2 separate regions of the Ovis aries genome follow, and region 1 is linked to region 2. The links are chromatin contacts, called in public Hi-C maps. All regions are on one chromosome and are shown on one strand. Each heading gives the region's core, a stretch centred on a gene start, on an enhancer-like site or on the middle of the called end of the contact. The rest is flanking DNA. Distances are from core to core; before and after follow the strand shown. Region 1 holds the start of SYT13 (synaptotagmin 13). Region 2 overlaps PRDM11 (PR/SET domain 11).

Region 1 (3,677 bases), core at 579-3,078, 73 kb before region 2:
AGGAGATGATTGCTTTGACCAAAGAGATGATGTTCTCGGACTGACAAACCCAGGCCTTAAGAGAACTGGAAATTTCTCCTTCTTTCCTCTTGGAAGCTGGCTGCGGTGCTGTGAGAAGCTCCAGTCGCGTAAGGAAGAACCCAAGTGCTTCATACACAGCCCAGTTGTGTCCTGAGCAGTAGCCAGTACCAACCACTTGCCATGAGGTATGCCATCTTGGATGTTTCAGCCCAGCTGACTGTTGTCCCAGGAGATACCATGTTGAGCAGGAAAACTGCCCAGCTGAGCCCAGTCAATGCACAAACCACATGAGAAGTCACAAAAGAATTGCTCTAACCCACTACATGCTGAGCTGCTTCAGTCATGTCCGACTGTTTGCAACCCCATGAACTGTAGCTCACCAGAATCATGGGATTCTCCAAGCAAGAATAGTGGAGTGGGTTCCTTCTCCAGGGGATCTTCCCAACCCAGAGATTGAACTTATGTCTCCCACATCTCCTGCATTGCAGGCAGATTCTTTACCCACTGAGGCACCTGGAAAGCCCTCTAATATACTAAGTTACGGGTTTATTATGCAGAAATGGATAACACTGGGAGGTATCAAATATTGGTCACGTCGGCATCTCGACTGAAAAGGTCTGGCTAGAATGATCATAGATTTGGGAGTCATCAGCCTCATGGGAAGTTTAGAACCCTATTTGAAACGAAATCACCAGCGACTCACAGCAAATGCTCGCTGAATTAAATGAAACATTCCACATAATGAAAATCACTGGAAAGCCCTGTTTGTGATCTGAGACAACCCTCCTCATGCCTGGAATTCTAATTTTCCCTCACTCGAAGCACACTAAATTTCTTTCTCTGGATCAAAGCATGGACTCCTAGCTGCTGCATTTGATACTGTTTATCCTTCTAAGGTAAGTCCTTTCCTTTAGGGTGGACTTGAATCCCGCAAACTTGAGTTTGGATTTTTCAACCTGCCCCACATCCCCTCTGAGTCTAGGCTTCCTCATCTGTAAATGGAGATGAGAATACATGCCAATCTCATGGCTAAGGAAGTGCAGACAGATGTGAAAAGACTCATTGCAATCATCCTCTCCAGGACAATATAGGTATAGTCTCAACCCCAGACACGGCATCAGTGCCCTCTCCCTGGTCACCAGTCCCTCTCCCTGGTAGTAAGCACATGGCAAGTTCAGGAGATGGGAAATCTCCAGCTTTTTGTGTTTGAAAAAGTTCTTGCAAGCCTCGATTTTCCAGCCTCCTTGGCCAGAGGGTGAACAAAGCTTTTTTGTTCAGCCCTTAAGTCGTATCAGATTCTGCAAACCCCTGGACTGCAGCATACCAGGCTTCCCTGTCCTTCCCCATCTCCCAGACTTGGCTCAAATTCATGTCCATTGAGTTGATGATGCTATCTAACCGTGTCATCCGTTGCTGCCCTCTTCTTTTGCCTTCAATCTTTCCCAGCAGCATCAGGGTCTTTTCCAAGGAGAGGGCTCTCTGCACCAGTTAGTAGTCTGGTAAAACGACCTCCTATCCAGACAGAGCCGCAGGCCAGGGTTTGAGTCCTGGTTTGCCGACTAACCTAAGGCACAGTGTGACCTTGGCGAGCTCCTGTTCTTGAACCCAAGTGTCCTGCGTAAAGCGTTAAGGGTGACTCGAGATGAGAGGACGATGCGCTCAGGTGCCTTCCACCTGAGCGGATCCGCCTCGGGCCGGGGTGGGGGGTCGGGTCACGTGCTGGGCTGACGCGGTGCCGCGCCAGCCAGCTCCGGGTCCAGCCTCCCGCTCTGACGTCCTCGGGCCGCCCTCCCTACCCGCCCCTCCGCCCCTCCGCCCCTCCGCCCCTCCGGCGGCGGCGGCGGGAGAGCGGCTGGCCCGCCTGGTCCCCAGGCCCGGGAGGCGCGCGGCGGCGGGACCGAGCCCGGTGCGGGAAGCGGGGCACCATGGTGCTGTCGGTGCCGGTGATCGCGCTGGGCGCCACGCTGGGCACGGCCACCAGCATCCTCGCGCTGTGCGGGGTCACCTGCCTGTGCCGGCACATGCACCCCAAGAAGGGAGTGTTGCAGCGAGACCTGGAGCCCGACCCGGAGAAGGCGAAGCCCAGCGTGCTGCGGTCCGCCCAACAGGTGAGCGGCCGCGGGCCTCGGCCTCCCCCGGGCTCGGGTGGGGGTCTCCCTGGCCGCTGCGCAGGGGGAGTGGATGGGAAGGAATGGTTGGCGTTCTTCTTTGCGCGACAGAGCCCGGCTGGGAGTGGGGACAGCGGACGGATTTGGACAGCGGATGTGTTCAGAGGCCCTGGGCCTGGGGCAGGGGGTCCCAAAGGCCTGGGGGTGGGGGGGTGACTAGGGTACAGGAGGAAAGGGGCCAGCAAGCCTAAGGCACGGGCATGGGAGTGAGTGGGAAAGGGGGCTTGGATAGAAATAGGAGCTGGGAGGCGAGTTGGGGGCCGGGGGGAGTAATAAAACAGGGAGGCTGTGAGGGTTTGGAGCAGGGGGCTGCGAGGCTTAGCGGAGAGGAAGAGGGGAATGACCGAGAAGGAGAAGCTCCAGGAACTGGGGAGAAGAGAAAGGGTGACAGAGAGCAGAGTGAGGCCGTTGTGCCGCTGGCTCAGGGGAACTCACTGACCGAGCTAAGAAGGGAGAGAGAGGGTGGCAGCCGGGGGCTGCAGTGGGAGCGGGGGAGGGGGCGGTTGGGCGGGGGGGTGCTGGGGTCTGGAGAGGCAGGTGAGTATGGAGGGCCTGGGGGACGCTCACCCGCTCCCAGCGGCCCTCAGCTCCAGCCAGCCTGAGGGAGTATCTCTGAGCCCCCCTCCCACCTCCCATTCCCCAAAGATGTGGCTGCAGATGTCTCTGGAGACCGGAGGGCTTTTATCTCCACATGAGCTCGTCCCCCAGGGCCTCTCTGGGCAGAAAATGGGTGGGGTCCCCATTGTACAGTGCAGCCGAAGGGGGTCTGAGAAAGGTTTGGGAGGACTGCCCTATGTGGGCTGTGAAGTCCAGGACACATCCCCAAAGTGGCAGAGGTGAAATGTCCTCTGCAGACCCCGGGGAAAGGGAGAGACTGGAGGAAGGCAGGCCCCACCTGGGGAAGAGAGAGGTGACTTCACGACTTCCCTGGGCCCCCTCGATTCCTTCCAGGGCTCAGAGCTCCAGGAGCGGCACTACAGAGCCCTGCCTCCGCCTTCCTTTTGCCAATTAATTATTCAAAAGCTCAGGCCCAGCTGCGGGGGCCCTGTCAGTCACTGTGAGAGGGAAGGAAATGGCTGCTGTCCTTGAGGCACTTAGGATCCCAGCAAAGTGACATTCATGCTGGCAGGATCCGGGGTCAGCTGGGCAGGGCGATGTGGGATCCAGAGCCGTCTGAAATGGGAGCAGCGGGCTCCCCACGGGGCCTGGGAGGGGGTCCAGGGTGGGGGGCTGCTGGACAAGCTCTTCTCCAAACATGGAGGCCCCAACCTCCTCTCCCACTCGGCACACTTGAGGGACAGCCATTCATTCTTCTGCCTTTCACCGTGGCAGCTCTTCAGGCATTGTCCGGCCCCCTCCCCCGACTTCCCGGAAAGAATCACTAGGGCCCTGTTGGTGCAAATGACCTCCGGGATCACTTCCAGCTCTTTGTCTTCCTGAGGACCAGTAGCCCAAGCAGCGGCCAATGACCTGTTAAAGACAAACCAG
Region 2 (3,423 bases), core at 762-3,261:
ATGCTGCTGTTGCCTCCCACTCAAAACCCAGAGGGCTTGGCAGGGGCAGGAAAGGAGTAACACCCCTCCCAAGTCTAGATCTGGCCTCTGGCAGGGGAGCTGGAAAAATCCACAGGTCCGACTTCCGGTTCTGCCCTCACCCCCGAGTAGATGATGCTGTTTCATTTGTCATCTATGAAATGCAGATGAGGATGGTGGTAATGATGACCATAACACCTGACTTGGCTGCCTCTCCCCCTCTGTCCTGAGGACCCACCGAGCTCACACGCTCGGAGAAGCGCAAAGTGCTCGACAATCACCAGGTCGTGTCTTCCCCTTCCTCTGACGTCACCTGGCTCTCCTCCCCGCCCCACAAAAGGCAAGCACGGCAGCTGAGCACACGCGTGCGTGCGCGCGCACACGCACAGAGGGCAAGCAGAAGGCCAAGGCAGGGGCTCAGAGCCCTGGGGGAGGGGAGGGCAGACCCCTCCTGGAGGGGCTGAGTTCTGCCGGCGCATCCGCAGGCCTCGCTGCCCCCCGCCCCAGCCCCCCGAAAGCAGCAGAATCAGGGCCTGGGAGGCTGGTACAGCAGCCCTGAGGATGGAGAGCAGAATTCCATTGAGATGCTCTTGCAGCCCCCTTCCCTGCAAGGCCTGCTGCCGCGGGATGCAGACCAAGAGGAGGCTGACCTTCCAGGACAAGCAAGCATTGAGCAGGCAGTTTTTCCTGCATCTTGAGCACCTGCCAAAGATGAGGGAGTTGGGCTGAGCCCAGGGCAGCCAACCTGTATTCAGTGAGGAGATGACAGTCCCCCCAGCACCCTACAAGGTCATCGATGGTGGACACGAGAGACTGGCCCCCCCGTCTCAAGGCCAGACGCCCCTCCTCCAGCTTTCTTCCTCCCAGTGCAAACTGGCCGGCTTAGAAATTGTGCTTTCTCTTCCGAGACCTGGTAGTCCGTGCTGGAGCTGGTACTGGGGGCGCCTCTCGGGGCTCCGCCGGGTGAGCCTCGGCTGGGGGGCTGGGGCCCACGGGGGCGGCCCCGGCAGGCCCCCGCTGAGATGCCTGGACCCCATCCCGGATCTCCATCAGCGTCTGGCACGCCTGGCTGACGCGGCCGCTCAGCTCGGCCATGGCCTGGCCGATGGCCTGCATGCTGCTTGCTAGGTCCCGGTGCGCGGCCACCAGCTCCTGGCAGAACTGCCGGAACACCTCAGTCTGCTGGGCGTGGGCATGGAGGAGCTGCCAGTCCAAGCCCGCGCTGGGCGGGCCGGGGTGCGGCCGAGGGGTCCTGCAGGCAGCCTGGGGCGAGGGCCGGGGCAGGGCCTCCGGCTTGGGGCCCACCGTCTCGGACTGGTCAGACGAGGAGGAGGAACGGAGCAGGGTGGGCCTGGCCAGGCAGGCCTCTTCTTCCGGTGAAGGCCGCAGGGGCACCCGCAGTGGCTGCCTCGAGGGCCCGGGGGTCTCCTCGTCTTCATCATCTTGGGGGATAAAAAAACAAAGAAGGGCGAATGATTACAACCCGGAGAAAGACGGCACCTCTGGGCTTGGACACAGCCCCCCGCCGGCAAAGTTACCAGTTTCCCCCGCCCTGCTACCCCTCTGCCTAGTTTGGCCTCTGCTTGCTCCCCATCCACCCGTGGAAAAGTATCTGCTCCCTAGGCCCCCAGGGTGTTTGGGCCAAGCACCCCAGGGAGACAGGTGAGCATGAACCCCCCGCGGTCCCCAGGCTCCCTTCCTATCACAGGCACAGCGACACTCTAGAGGGAACGTGGTCCCAGAGACGGCATGTCAACCCATGGGCTCACTTCCTCTCTCTGCAGCTCAGTTTCTCAAAGCAAAGATAACAACTGCTCTACCTACCTCCCCGACCTCTTGCCCATCTCGCAGGGCTGTTAAGAAGACTACACAAGAGGAAAGAAGAAAGCTCTACACTGCCAGAAAAGTACTATGAGGCTCTTGGCCACCACCCCGAGTTCCAGCCTCCACGTGGCCGTTTCTGAGTTGCTTGGGGCCACCTTGTGGCCTTGCTGGAATCTGCCACTTTTAGTGATGGTGGGGGAAGCTCACAGACTGGAGAAAGGAGGCAAGGGATAGACCAGCCCAGACAGGGAGGAGCAGATCTATCTGGGCAATAAGCCCTGCTGCCCCCTCGGTGCCCCCAGGCGGGCTCCCGGAGCAGACACAGCCCATCTACCCAGGAACACCCGATGGCACACAGGGAGCATCAGACAGACCGCTCCGCGCGGCCCGTCACAGGGAGGGGCCCAGCCCTGCACACTCAGATCTCGGCGGCTCTCTCATGACCAAGGTTGTGCTGAGCTAATTCCCGTAGCAAGAGTGAAAAACACACAGGCTGACCCTTCAAACAGGCACATGTCTCTGCCTGTATGCGAGGCGGGGGGCTGAATTCAGAACCACCCCAGGGAAGGTGACAGGAACACAGATTCTGGTTGCCCTGGGCTGCATGCCTCCCACGAGTCCTGGCGTCCCCTTGGGCCAGCATAGAGAGCCGAGTGCCTTGTAGACCCCCACTTGGTGGACTCCCACTTTGTGGGGAGAGGGGTGCTGGAAGGAGCGGGATGTACTGTGGTGATGTCGCTTCCCTCCCTTTCAGGGCCTCGTCCCACCCAGCCTCTGGCCAAGTGCCGCAGCAGCTGGGAAAAGGAGGGCCCGTCCCGCCTGCAGTGGAGGGGTCCTGGGCCCCCTGCCCAGCTCACGTCACGTTTGGTAATCTCATTACCTTCAGTCTCGGAGAGACAGAAGGATGAGCAAGACAGAATTTAAGAAACAGACTTCACCTAGATAGCCCCCTTCTTTTTCTCATAATTTGGTAGCATCGTCCTGAAACTTGGGAGCTGGGATTCTCGGGGACCTGGCAGACCCAGGTTCGAATCCCTACTCTGAATCTACTCCTGAGACTGCCTCTGCGTCTGAAGCTTAGTTTCAGGGGAAGCTTAGCTTCATCTGGACCACACAGAGGTCAGACTAGAGGGTGTCCTCCTTCGTCCTTAGTTCTTAATAGCTAACTCTGAGTAGCCCCCTGTCAGGAGCCCTCCCCAGGCCAGACAGGAAATTAGCACGTTCCCTGCAGTAGGGGGCCTGGGAAGGGAAGGCTGGGTCTCTGTGAACCATCTTCCCCTGGGCTGGCCCGGCTGGCATCCCTGGAGCCCTCCTGCCCTGCTGGTCACTGGGAAGCCGGACGGCCTCCAGCTGGGCCCGCAGGTGGGGGCAGACGTGCGTAGAAGCAGAGCTAAAAGTGGGTGGCAGCCCCAGCAAGGAGTCGGGGCGAGGGGGGGGGGGACTCGAGTGCTCCCCCTTCTGGTGAGTACCAAGAACTACAGCCCCAAAGGATGGCCGCCCGGTCTAGGCCGGGAGCTTCCACACCCACCCAGCCCCTGGCATCACCGTTCATCCTGAGCCATAAGGAGCAGAGGGAGAAAG

What was found. A called contact is a pair of places that touch in the nucleus more often than the background predicts.
Region 1: a contact with region 2 is called in a Hi-C map of hypothalamus, with 3 times the contacts expected there. The contact joins the promoter of SYT13 here to the enhancer-like site in region 2. A contact is called at or near these places in 6 of 16 Hi-C or Micro-C datasets (hypothalamus, liver, muscle and 2 more).

Annotation. Positions count from the first base shown.
Region 1 is chr15:74,244,240-74,247,916 of ARS-UI_Ramb_v3.0, reverse strand. It overlaps SYT13 (synaptotagmin 13), which reads left to right and starts at 1,828. Exons shown (of 6, transcript XM_027979653.2): 1 at 1,828-2,129. The coding sequence starts at 1,947.
Region 2 is chr15:74,171,774-74,175,196 of ARS-UI_Ramb_v3.0, reverse strand. The region is part of intron 5 of PRDM11 (PR/SET domain 11); the gene reads right to left. Among named protein-coding and RNA genes, the nearest start is that of PRDM11, 69 kb to the right of the region's middle. Within about 2 kb of position 2,011, at least 10 of the 54 cell types and tissues checked have an H3K27ac peak or open chromatin away from gene starts, as enhancers often do. A contact at or near this core is called in hypothalamus, where this site is marked.